Linked DNA regions of Mus musculus: all the other regions are linked to region 2. The links are chromatin contacts, called in public HiChIP or PLAC-seq and promoter capture Hi-C maps. All regions are on one chromosome and are shown on one strand. Each heading gives the region's core, a stretch centred on a gene start, on an enhancer-like site or on the middle of the called end of the contact. The rest is flanking DNA. Distances are from core to core; before and after follow the strand shown. Region 1 holds the start of Stk32b (serine/threonine kinase 32B). Region 2 holds the start of Wfs1 (wolframin ER transmembrane glycoprotein). Region 3 holds the start of Grpel1 (GrpE-like 1, mitochondrial).

Region 1 (3,886 bases), core at 838-3,337, 730 kb before region 2:
CAGCTCATGGGATGCAATTAAGACTCAGAGTCTAGCACACCATGTCTAAGTGAGAGAAGGAGGAGGAGGAAGAGGAGGAAGAGGAAGGTAAAGAGGAAAGTGGTTGCTGGACTGAGCAACCCACCAAGATTGGACACAGAGTTTGGCACACAGTGCTCAATAAAACAACTATTCTTTTTGACTATTCTAGAAGGCATCTTTCTCTCTTGACTGTGGGAACTGTACAGGTAACTCTCCATCCTCTACCCCTATCTGCCGATTCTCTTTGCTCTTCCATGCCTAGCTGAAGACCCCTCTCTCCTAAGAAGCCCTCACAGATAGCATGTGTGGTTTGATGTCTCCCCTTGACCCTTACAGGCCCAGGTTCACTTCGTGTCACCACTAAAGCCTCCTACACTCCGGTATGAAGCCATACCTTGTCTTAGTCCACTGCATTTCTAGTTCCTGACCCATTAGAAGTATTAGCAAACATTGTCTGAACAATGCCAAGAGGAGAGGGAGCAGATGTTCAAGGTCGGTCTCTCTGGTCTTCCAGGGAGGGGCAGACAAATGGCTTTCCTATCACCAAGGATCCTGGGAACCTTTCTAACAGCAAAATCACAGAGACCATCTTTGCTGATATGGCTATTACTTTCAAATGCATATCAGCCAAGTATTCTGTGATAATGCTTCAAAACACATAGCTTTCTGTCACAGCTTCTAAGAGCTCCTCCCTCTCTCGCCTGAGCTAGGAGGCAGAAGATGCCCACACAGCAACTCATGATCCAAGGCAACAGCACACACTCATGCCATGCTCACTGTGTTCCAGAGATCACTATCAAGCCCCTTATTCCCCAACATGAGCCCTGAGAAGGTAGATGTGCCATTAGTCCCATTGCTCAAATGGAGGGACTGAGGCCAGAAGAGATTGTACGATTTATTCATACAATAATACCCCTAGAATGGGGTAAAGACTTGGCACTGTCTGAATTTCTCCCACTGACTCTTGAGGTGTTTCCTGTGTTCTGCATTTGGCCATGCTGGATCTGGTGTAGCTTGGCCACACCACTGAAGCTCTTTGGTGCAAGGAGGAACACGTGTGCTTGTCTTTATTAACCTCCCATCAGGCGCTCTTGCTTCTTTTATACATATTACAGCAACCTGGGTATCATCCCATACCACAGAGGAGAACCCCAGGACTGGCACACAAACATCAGGTGTGTGTAGTCTTCTAGATGAGACCAATTGGATGAGAAGCAGTTAAGTCAGTCAGGTGAGGGTGGAGCCGACTCCTTTTTCTCCCCCTTCCTCCCCGTGGAGTCTAAAAGTTGTGTTGGTCAAAAAGGACACGGTGGGGTAGAGGACAGAAGGAAGGGAATAGGTTTGGAAGACCCAAAAAAGAGCCTTAGCTTTCTCACAGTGGCTCCCAGTGCCCAGCAGGTGGCAGGATGTGGCCAGAGATAACCCGACCCTGGGAAGTCTGGGCCAGCAGCCGGTGCTGCCAGGTAATGTCTGCCTCCTGGGGAGTTTGTGCCGCCCACTCTGGCCCCAGCAAGCCTAGGGTCCTTAGGCATCCTGGTCTCTGGAAAGACAATCCCCGTCCCTCCGCCAGCTCCCTCAAGCTCGCCCCAGCTGCTGCAGAAGCCCAGACCCAGATGTGAACCCTGCCCCAATCCGGAGGACCCAGACAGGCAATTTCCAAAAAACGTACTTTTTTTTTTTTTTTTTTTTTTTTTTTTTTTTTTTTTTTAAACATAAACGGCAGCCTCATAGGCCTCAGTTTCTTAATGTACAACGAGAGAGGTTACATATTAGACATCGATTGTCTGGGCCCTCCTTTCACTCATTTAAACATCCCGGAAAACAAAGAAGCCTGTGGCGGAGCCAGTGGGTGAGCGCAGTTCTGAGTCTATACGAACTGTCAAACGCTGCGGGTGGGGAGTCCCGGGAACCCAGCAGCTCCAGGGAGGCCCCTTCCCTCGGAGTCCCCGCCTACCCGACTGTGAAGTGGGGGGCGGTGGCTTCTAACTCTTGGCTGAGATCCGGGTCCACGCCCCCTCCTCCTGCTGCACGCCCTCCCACCCTCCTTTCTCGCCTCTTCCTCCTCCTTTTTCCTCACCACCGTTGTGAGCAGAGCTGCACGGTGGTCTGGGCTCAGGGAGTCCCCGGGTTTCCATCCGTGTATTGTGCGTCATGGAGAGAATCGGGTGAGGGCTCAGGGGGTGCGGTGATCGCAGCGGGGTGACACCCTGGAGGAGGGGTGACCACACGGTCCCCATCCCTGCCCTGCAATCGGCCCCCTCCACACACGCTACAACCCTGGCTGGCTGCTCTCACCCAGGCTGCATCCCAGGGCTCTCATCCTGCACACTGCATCCCAAGAGCATCCTGGATCCCGTATCGCTGTGAGAATCCTGCATCTGACATCCCGAAAGGAGAGGCCGGGCATGTAGTAGCGGCAGTAGCGGCGGAATATGGGCGGGAACCACTCCCACAAGCCCCCAGTGTTTGATGAGAACGAAGAAGGTAAGAGCCTCCCTAACAGGAGCCGCCACTCCCCACATCCCCTGGGCGTCCCTTCCTTTTGCTATCCTTCACTGAGCGCCTGCTGAGTGTAGCGCAAGGGTCTCAGCACAGCCTTGTCAACCTCGCACTGGCTGTGCACCGGCCCAGTGCTAGGCATAGAGCTTCTACTTGGCCACTTCTTAGGCTCTAGTGCTTTTTGGAAGCCCAGATCATGCTGAACCTAGAGTTGGGACAGAAGACTGGGAGAGGAAAAGGGGACTCAAGGTATCACTTGGGGGAGGGGGCGTCACAGGGAAGATCTTGCTTCACAGTAGAGTAGGGGGCGTTGCTCCTGCTCAGCATTCTGGGACTCCAAGGTGGCCTTTAGAACTTGAGGATAACACAGAAGTGGCCTACTGGGTGAAAGTGCACAACGCACAACGTGTGTGTGTGTGGGAGGGGGGGAGAGGGAGAGAGAGAGAGAGAGAGAGAGAGAGAGAGAGAGAGAGAGAGAGAGAGAGACCCCACCTATTTGGTATCAGGACCGCATATTTGGTATCAGGACGGCATAAGGAAACTTTTTGTAGCTGAAGTCAGTGGCTCTGAGGAAGGAGCCCTGCTTGGGGCTAGCTTCTTGGTAGGGAGTATTGTAGGCTATCAACCTTGTATAGATGCCTGGTCTGGAGAGTCCTTGTAGCTAATGGTGGCAGGATTTGGTAAATGGGTATTTGGCTGAGCAAAAGTGTAAGAAGTTTTCTTAGCATTTACTTTCAATATCATGTGTCCTGGGACTCAACCCCTCTGAATCCTCATTTCATCCGTATCTGTGAAGGTTCCTAATCAGGTCGTTGGAAGTTCAATCATTACTCACATGTGGAAAGTGTCTTACAGACACCTGCGTTGGTTAATAACCTACTGTGTGATAACATACACTGGCTTCTCTCTGCCTATCTATCTCCACCGTGCCCCAAATGCTAGGCATCCTGAGCTTTCTTTTATGTCAGCTGCTGTGCTGGGCTTACTCAGTCCTCACAGATCCCAGTGGAACAGGTACTTTTCTTGTGGCTGTTTTGTAGGGGTGGGAGAGAAATCGAGAGAGACAGAGAGAGACAGAGAGACATACACAGAGAGACACACACAGAGAGAGAGAGACACACACACATACACATACACACACACACACACACAGAGAGAGAGAGAGAGAGAGAGAGAGAGAGAGGGGAACACCCCAATCATAGACTAAAACCTGAAAGCTGAGGTCATCCTCTGTACAGGGTACATAAGGTTTCTAGAACCTTCAAGGCTGGCCCTCTCAAAACGGTGAGACCCCACTTAGGTGCAGACACCTGCTGATCCAGCCAGGTAGTCCTTCCTTGCAGGAGGCCATGTCTGGTGGGTCTGA
Region 2 (3,649 bases), core at 1,084-3,583:
CCCCCTGAGTGGTCAGATGCAGTTTTATAAGACCCTCTCTTCCCTTAGCCACAGGAAGATTTATTCCATCTGTCCTTCCCATGACTTGCCCCATTCTGGCCTCTGGGTGTGGCAGCTTATACAGCATCCTGAGAGCCAGGCTGCTTTGACCTCCTGGACAGTGGCCAGCGGGAGTGGATGACCATGCTATGCATGCTCATAGAGGCCATAAAGAATGAGTCTGCAAAGCCCAGCTAGTGCAGGCCTCTCTGTGCTAAGCCTTGCAAGTGTGAACAGGATGCTAATTCTCAGGGTGGGCCAAGCCCCAGCCACCCCAGACGGAGGGTAGGTGGGCCGAGTGCAAAACCAAAAAACCCAAAAAACTCACTAAATTTGTTTTTAAAGAACTTTTAAATGCTCAAGAGATAATTGGGAGGGAAGGAGGAGGAGACAGGTGTGTGGATTAGTTGTGGTTTGCAGGAGGTGGGATGGGGAGAGGTGGGAGGTGGGCACTGAGTCAGAGGAGGGAGAAGTTCTGGTTGTCACATAATAAAGTGGCCCTGTGCTTGTGGTGGTGTGCTGGGAATCTCAAAAATAGAAGGAAAACTTCACAGAGATGACAAATGCTTGAGCTATGTTTACCCTGATTTAAATCTCTCTCTCTCTCTCTCTCTCTCTCTCTCTCTCTCTCTCTCTGTGTGTGTGTGTGTGTGTGTGTGTGTGTGTGTGTGTGTGTGCTCCTCAAACAGTACTCCACATACCTGTATAACTTTCATGTATCAATTAAACTACATTTACATTAGCAGTAGCAGACGCTGACATTTGTCCCTAGCTGTGAAGTGTTTGGAGGAGGAGGAGCCTTTAATGGGTGGTTAGGCCATGAAGGGTGTTGATGTCTTTTGGAGGGGTGCATTAATTACTGTCATCTAATTAGTTACAAAGAGTGGCGCCTTATGTTTTCTACTCTTCTGGTGCCACCCACCTTTCTCTCTGTTTTCCTGCACACGTTGATGCAGGACAAGGCCCTTGCCATGTGCTGCCTGGTCCTGGCTTCTCCCACCCCCCAGAACAATGAACCAAATAAACTTCTTTCCTTTGCAAATTACCTAGTCCCAGATATTCTGTCATAGCAACAGAAAATGCATTAAGACAATTAGTTACCATGGAAATGTGAATTGCTATGGCAGAGGCCACGTTTCCTTTTCCATATTGGGAGAAGTTTTTTTTTTTTTTTTTTTAATGTAACCCCTCCAGCAGCTCTAGCAACTTGTTTTGGTAAGGCAAGGCTATAGTTCTGAAAAAGCCACTGCCATCTGGTGCTCCTGCTTCTTGAACTTGCCCCACCTCGCCCCGAAACAGCCACCCCACACTTAGGGGGTGAACCTGAAAATCTCTGCTTCTGAAAGGGCCCCAGATGGAGGCAGGACAGAGTCACTCTGCTGGGATAAGCTTCCTTCCTCTGTGAGCCTAGCTGGGGTACTTGAGATTAGACCCTGAGCAGGTGCAGAATCAAAGTATTTGGTTGTAGTGGTTCAGTGAGCAACCTCCTCCTGATAAGATGGTGATGCTGTCTCTGTCAGCCTGACCTGTTGGTGCAGATCACCGGGGCAGGTGCAGTGAGATGTGCGGTTCAGGAAAGGAAGGAGCACGGAAACAAGACTGTAGTTTTGATCTCCAAACCACACCTCTCAGACACTCCTGAGGAAAAAAAAAAAAAAAAAAAAAAAAAAAAAGGAGGGGGGAGGGGCTTCCAACTGCCTGAGCCTGGCATTATCGTCTGGCTAATCTTTAAAGAGTGCTGAACTGCTTTTGGGTTTGGGTTTTGATCATTTAAGGCAGTACTTGGTAGCACGTGCACACACACTTTTTGTACTCGCTGCTACACTGGGGAGTCCTCTGTGTATCTCAATGCGTCGGAATTAGGGCGCCTGGCACGAAGTGCGCGACCTTAGTCAGTATTGTAATAGCCGGTCTGAAGTCTGAAGATGGGGCCTCACGATGCAGAGGCGGGCCAAAGGTGGCGCGAGACTTGTTCCTGGGTCCAACCACCTGTTAAGCAGCAGGCTTACAAGCTTGGGTCAGGAAAGAGATGTCCTGGAGGCGGGGCGGCGAGGGGGCAGGGCCGGGGCCGAGTCCACTCGGAAACTTAAGCTGTGGGCCGGCCAGACCCGCCCTCTCGCCGCCATCTGTCCTCCTGGCGACCCAAGAGAGCAAGTCGCTGCAAGGCGAGGCGCTCCGTGATTCGCGACAGCACATAGTGATTGGCAGGCTTGCCGGCGACTTAACGAGCCGAGTCTCCCTGGGTCGCAGCAGGAATGGAGGGTGGCAGAGGCCCCGCCCAGGCCCCGCCCCCTTTCCCGGGGCCGCGCTGAATGTAGGGCCGCGCGCTCCGCCTGCTCAGCTGGCCGCTGCAATCTCCGCGGTTTCGGAGCAACTTCGCGGCGGGCTGGGAGGCCCAGCACTGCGGCCGGTAAGTTCTTCAGGGTCGTTGTGCCATGGCCTTGGCCTTGGCGTTGGGCGCGCAGTGTCAGGGAGGGTTTCGGAGCGCTGGGTGGCGCTGCTCTCCCGGCCTCAGTTTCCCCTGATGGGTGGCAGAGCCCCAAGTCCACTCCAAGTTGCTAGAAGTTGGAGGCCAGGACTCTCGCTGCTCCACGGAGCCCGAGGCGTCTACTGCCCCAACTGGGCCAGTTGTGCCCAAGCCGTGCGCCTCTCACTCAGCCCTGGAGTCCCGGCACTCCCGCAAATCTCCCTGCATGACCGCGCTGCGGATGGGGACAGCGTGTCGGAGAGGCTGCCCACGCTCCAGAGCTGCCCCATCAAGACCTACATCCCTGGACTCCCTACCCAGGACCATGAAGGACCTGATTCCTGGGGCGCGTGGGGGCTCAGCCCACCCAGGAGCCGTGTGTCTGTTTCTTTCTCTTTCCTGGTCCTCAGAAAAGGAGGTAGGAACCCTTGGGACCCGCCCATAGTTACCCACCCTATTAGGTACCTGCTGGCCATTGTGTGACCCCAGCTCTGGTATGCACCGCACCTAGAGGAACTTAGGTTCTGGTCAGATGAACTGGAAGCCTTCTGGAAAATCTGATCCTGCACTTTTGGGTGTGATGGAGCTGCGTCCTTTCAACGTATTTTGTTAGTTATCTTTATATGAGAGTCCAATAAAACAGCGTTTTAGTTTCTTGGAACTATCTCCCTGACACTGTCACCCTCCACCGTGTACTCGGGCCCCTAGTCCTAGGGGTAGGACTTACAGTTTCCATTGGACACAGAGGCTCAGTAGATTTGGGGCCTGGACAGGACCACACACCTAATGGACAGAGCTAATGAACCTCTACCCCCTCCTCCCACCTCCAATTCCCTCCCCCTCCCCCAGGCAAGCAGGTGCAGCCCTTCCTCTGTCACCTTGGACAAAGACCCCAGGTGGTTGGCTGGGACTTTCCTCTCTAGAATCCAACCCTCACTCGGACCCATGTCCTAGGCTCTTGAAGGCCATGGCGATCACAGGGGCTACCTCCCCAGTTCCCTCACCTGTTGACCTATGTCTCTCTGGTGCTGATGCCATTCGCAGGTACTTTTTCATCTAACTAGGAATCTAGAGAGAGTTTATGTTCCAATTTCTTCCTGAATGTTCCTTGGACCTCCTCAGATACAGGCAGGATTGGGTAGA
Region 3 (3,680 bases), core at 1,163-3,662, 520 kb after region 2:
CTGTGTAAGTATATGCCACATAAGTTTGTATGTGTGTGTGTGTCTGTGTTAAGTATGTGCCACATAAATTTGTATGTGTGTGTGTGTCTGTGTAAGTATGTGCCACATAAGTTTGTATGTGTGTGTCTGTGTAAGTATATGCCACATAAGTTTATATGTGTGTGTCTGTGTAAGTATATGCCACATAAGTTTATATGTGTGTGTCTGTGTAAGTATATGCCACATAAGTTTATATGTGTGTGTCTGTGTAAGTATATGCCACATAAGTTTGTCTGTGTGTGTCTGTGTAAGTATATGCCACATAAGTTTGGGTGCCTATGAAAGCCAAAAACCACTGGATACTCTGGAGCTGGAACTGCAGGCAGTTGTGATCTGTCCCAGTGTGGATGCTAGGAACTAAACTTAGGTCCTCTACAAGAGCAGCAAGCGCTCTCAGCCACTGAGACTTCTCTCCAGCTCCTAGTTTTCTTTTCTGATGTATTTGTTTATTCAGAGATTGAGTCTGGCAATAAACTTGCAATCCTCTAGCCTCAGTCTCCCAGGTGCTGAGTCCTGGGATTACAGTGTGTGCTCTTGTGCACAGGTCCACAGCAGGCCCAGGTGAGTTACAGAGTAGGGTGGGTAAGAGAGATACATCTCAGGAACTGGGAATCACTTGGACAGAGAGATGAAAGTGGGAGTGTATGCAGAGGAAATGGGAAGAGAAGTCCAAAGGAGTCCTGGAAGTGAGTCTGAAGAGGCAGCCAGAAGAGGTGTGGGATCTCTGGGGCTGGAGTTACAGGTGGCTGACCTACCCAGTGTGGATGATGGGAATTAAACCTGGGTCCTCCACAAAAGCAGCCAGTGTATAACCAATGAGCCCCATCCATCTCTCTCTGGCTCCAGCAGTGATCTTTTAATTTTATTTTTACTTTCACGCTTTTAAAAAGTCTAAGAATCTGGGCTGGAGAGTTGGGCTCAGTGGTTGAGAGCATGTTCCTCTTGTGGAAGACCTGACTTTGATTCCCAGCTAACAACTACCTAACTCTAAGAGTTCCAGGGTATCTGACACTTTTCTGAACTCTGAAGGCACTTGGCATACACATGGACATACACATACAAGCAAAACATCCACACACGTAAGTTTAAAAAAGAAAGATCAGTAATTAATTCTGAGAAGCAAAATTATGCTAAGAATATAAAAACCTACAAAATGTGAAGGCTGCCTTCACTATGAATTATTTCCACCCCTAGGAGTGACCACCACAGCCTTTCAGCAGATCAGTTTTGCTGTATAGATCCTTTCAGGGCAGGAATTCCTAGGGCTATGTCTCGGAGGAAAGAGGGAAGCCAAGCTTATGGGATACTGTGGAGTTATGACTTCCTACTAGAGCATCTTTCTTCAAAACCACAATTTCAGAGATAGACATGAACCAAGCTGGGGGATGGGACAGGGCCGGATGGGATGGGAAATGGGGGTTCTTTCCTGTCAACTCTAAACAGAGCACCACAAATAGGAAGTGCTTCCCCCGGAATACTTCAGACTCCTCCCTGCTTTGCACAACATAGACCTGTTTTCATCTTTTAGTCACAAGTACGAGATCATCCGCCTGCTCACTCTCACCCGCTGAAAAGGCCAGCTCCCGTTCACTCCGTTTCCATAAGACTCAGGCAAAGTCTCTCTTTTTTTAATCAACCAAAAACTTGGTCCTAGCAGGGAACAAGCTAAAGATACTGAGCCTAACTTTGGAGATGCGACTCAAAAACCTGAAGCCACGGGTAAAAGTAAAGATGGCAAAAATGGGCATTGTCTAAATAAACTGCACACACACTGGCTTTCTTGCTCCTTGGACCTCACATTCCGCGGAGGGCAAAAGTGGGGGAAGGAATGTGAGTGGAAAAAGCCCACAAACCAGGCAGTACACATCCTGGACTGGATTAGGGATTAGCAACCCCAGCCCCTGGTCGGGCGGGCTTCTGCCTGGCTGCCTGACCTTGGGCAAGTCTCCCGCTTCTAAGCTTGACTTTTGCAATTCCAGGAGGGGTGGTGCCCCTATGCCCGAGAGAGTGCCGTGTGTCACCAGACAAACAAATGGCGGAGCCTTCCACCTGACGCATCACCCAGATCCCCGCATTTACGCCCCAGCGTCCCCACTTCTCGTCTCTTGAGCCCAGTTCGCGCAGTGCCGCACAGTAAACACCAGGACAGCCGCGCGTTGAGAACAGGCACAGGGACTCGATGGTGAGGATGTGACTTCAGGGTGCACGGGCACCGCCTGCGGGGACCAGTCCTGCCGCTAAACCCCCCACCAGAGCTCTCGGCCGTGAGTGAGGCCGACGCAGAGGAGTGAAGCTCTCTTACCTGAACGACAGTGCCAAAGCCGGGAGGCTGCGGCGCGCCAGCCTCACACACCGAGCCGCCATGACTGCCCCCGAGGTCGCGTCACTGCGCCCACACTGAGCATGCGCGGACGCCCCTTACACCGGTTTTCCCACCTACTGCTGCTTTTTAGCTAATCCGTGACCGCTGTTGTTCTGATGGACAGACCATTTCCACCAATAATTACGAGTCATGACGGAATTCTGTTTCCTCCTTCTCCGGTGGGCGGAGACTGAGGCTTCTGGGAGCCCCGGAAGGTGAGGAGGTGAAAGGTGAGGTGGGAGGAGTGGAGGAAAATGGAGCTTCTGTGGGCGTGGTCGCGCCAGGGGACAGCCAATGAAGAGGAAGAGCGTCAGGGCGGGCAGAAGGCGGCGAGCGCTAGGCGGGGACCCGGGAACTCGTGCCAAGTGACTGGTGCTCGCTTTAGGCTCCTGCTACCTTCTGCGGGCGGAACGTGGGTGTCCCGGGAAGGGACGGACCCCATCTCTACTATGCCGCAAGCGCGTTGTGTCAACAGGCTGGCTGTGGACGGCCCGATGAGCGTTACTTGATTTTGTACTTTCGGCCACCTCCAATTTTCTCAGAACGCAACATAAGAAAAAAAAAAACTAACAGCAGTGTGTGCAGGAGAGCTTCGAAAATATGGGTGCTGATGTTTGGTCACTGCTATGGGGGAGGTCGCAGAGCTGAGAGTTGTCGGAGGACGTTTTCTGTCCTGTCTAGGTATGTGCAGCTTCTTCCTTCCTCCCCCCGGCTCCCGCAAATCTCGAGACAGAACGCTTCGTCCGTGGACTACGGCTTGTGTGTGCTCTCGGCGGATCTCTTGAGTTCTAGGCCAGCCTGGTCTACAGAGTGAGTTCCAGGTCAGCCAGAGCTACACAGAGAAATTTTGTCTCGTAAAACAAACCAAACCAAACCAACCAAACAAACAAACAAAAAAGGGACCAAAATTCTATTATTTAATTTCGCTCTTTTAAAAATCATTTCCCCAGCACATGCTGCCTTTTGCCCGCCGTGGGCGTGGGGCAGAGCATGTCCACACAAAAAGCACAGCTCTCACCTCATAGGAAATAAGTTTATTCTGGAGTCATTTATGAGTGACTGGCCCAGAAACAGTTTTAGGACACCTGTGTTCCAACGTGAAAACAGTTTCAGGACGTTTGCATAGTAGCAGAACAAAGAAAGCCACAACTCAAGACATAAAATATATTAGTGAAAACATTAAGTAGGTGATTATAGCAAACGGGAATCTCAGCTGTAGTCCGCAGATGCTATTTGATAGCAAGCTTAGCCCTTTGGTGGAGATTAGAGTTTTGTTACT

What was found. Promoter capture Hi-C pulls out the DNA fragments that hold promoters and counts their contacts. HiChIP or PLAC-seq counts read pairs in DNA pulled down with a chosen protein or histone mark.
Region 1: a contact with region 2 is called in an H3K4me3 HiChIP or PLAC-seq map of craniofacial prominence, with 6 times the contacts expected there. The contact joins the promoter of Stk32b here to the promoter of Wfs1 in region 2. A contact is called at or near these places in 1 of 39 promoter capture datasets (frontonasal cranial neural crest) and 1 of 115 datasets of contacts at active chromatin or transcription factors (craniofacial prominence).
Region 3: a promoter capture Hi-C map of liver shows a contact between it and region 2, with 3 times the contacts expected there. The contact joins the promoter of Grpel1 here to the promoter of Wfs1 in region 2. A contact is called at or near these places in 3 of 39 promoter capture datasets (hippocampal neurons, liver and pre-B cells), 1 of 484 Hi-C or Micro-C datasets (embryonic stem cells), 1 of 115 datasets of contacts at active chromatin or transcription factors (memory CD8 T cells) and 2 of 9 other capture datasets (adipose tissue and liver).

The regions. Positions count from the first base shown.
Region 1 is chr5:37,715,354-37,719,239 of GRCm38.p6, reverse strand. It overlaps Stk32b (serine/threonine kinase 32B), which reads left to right and starts at 2,087. Exons shown (of 12, transcript NM_022416.2): 1 at 2,087-2,505. The coding sequence starts at 2,454.
Region 2 is chr5:36,987,666-36,991,314 of GRCm38.p6, reverse strand. Wfs1 (wolframin ER transmembrane glycoprotein) reads left to right here and starts at 2,333. Exons shown (of 8, transcript NM_011716.2): 1 at 2,333-2,449.
Region 3 is chr5:36,463,917-36,467,596 of GRCm38.p6, reverse strand. Grpel1 (GrpE-like 1, mitochondrial) reads right to left here and starts at 2,412. Exons shown (of 4, transcript NM_024478.2): 1 at 2,342-2,412. The coding sequence starts at 2,403. It overlaps 2210406O10Rik (RIKEN cDNA 2210406O10 gene), which reads left to right and starts at 2,743. Exons shown (of 3, transcript NR_126488.1): 1 at 2,743-3,082.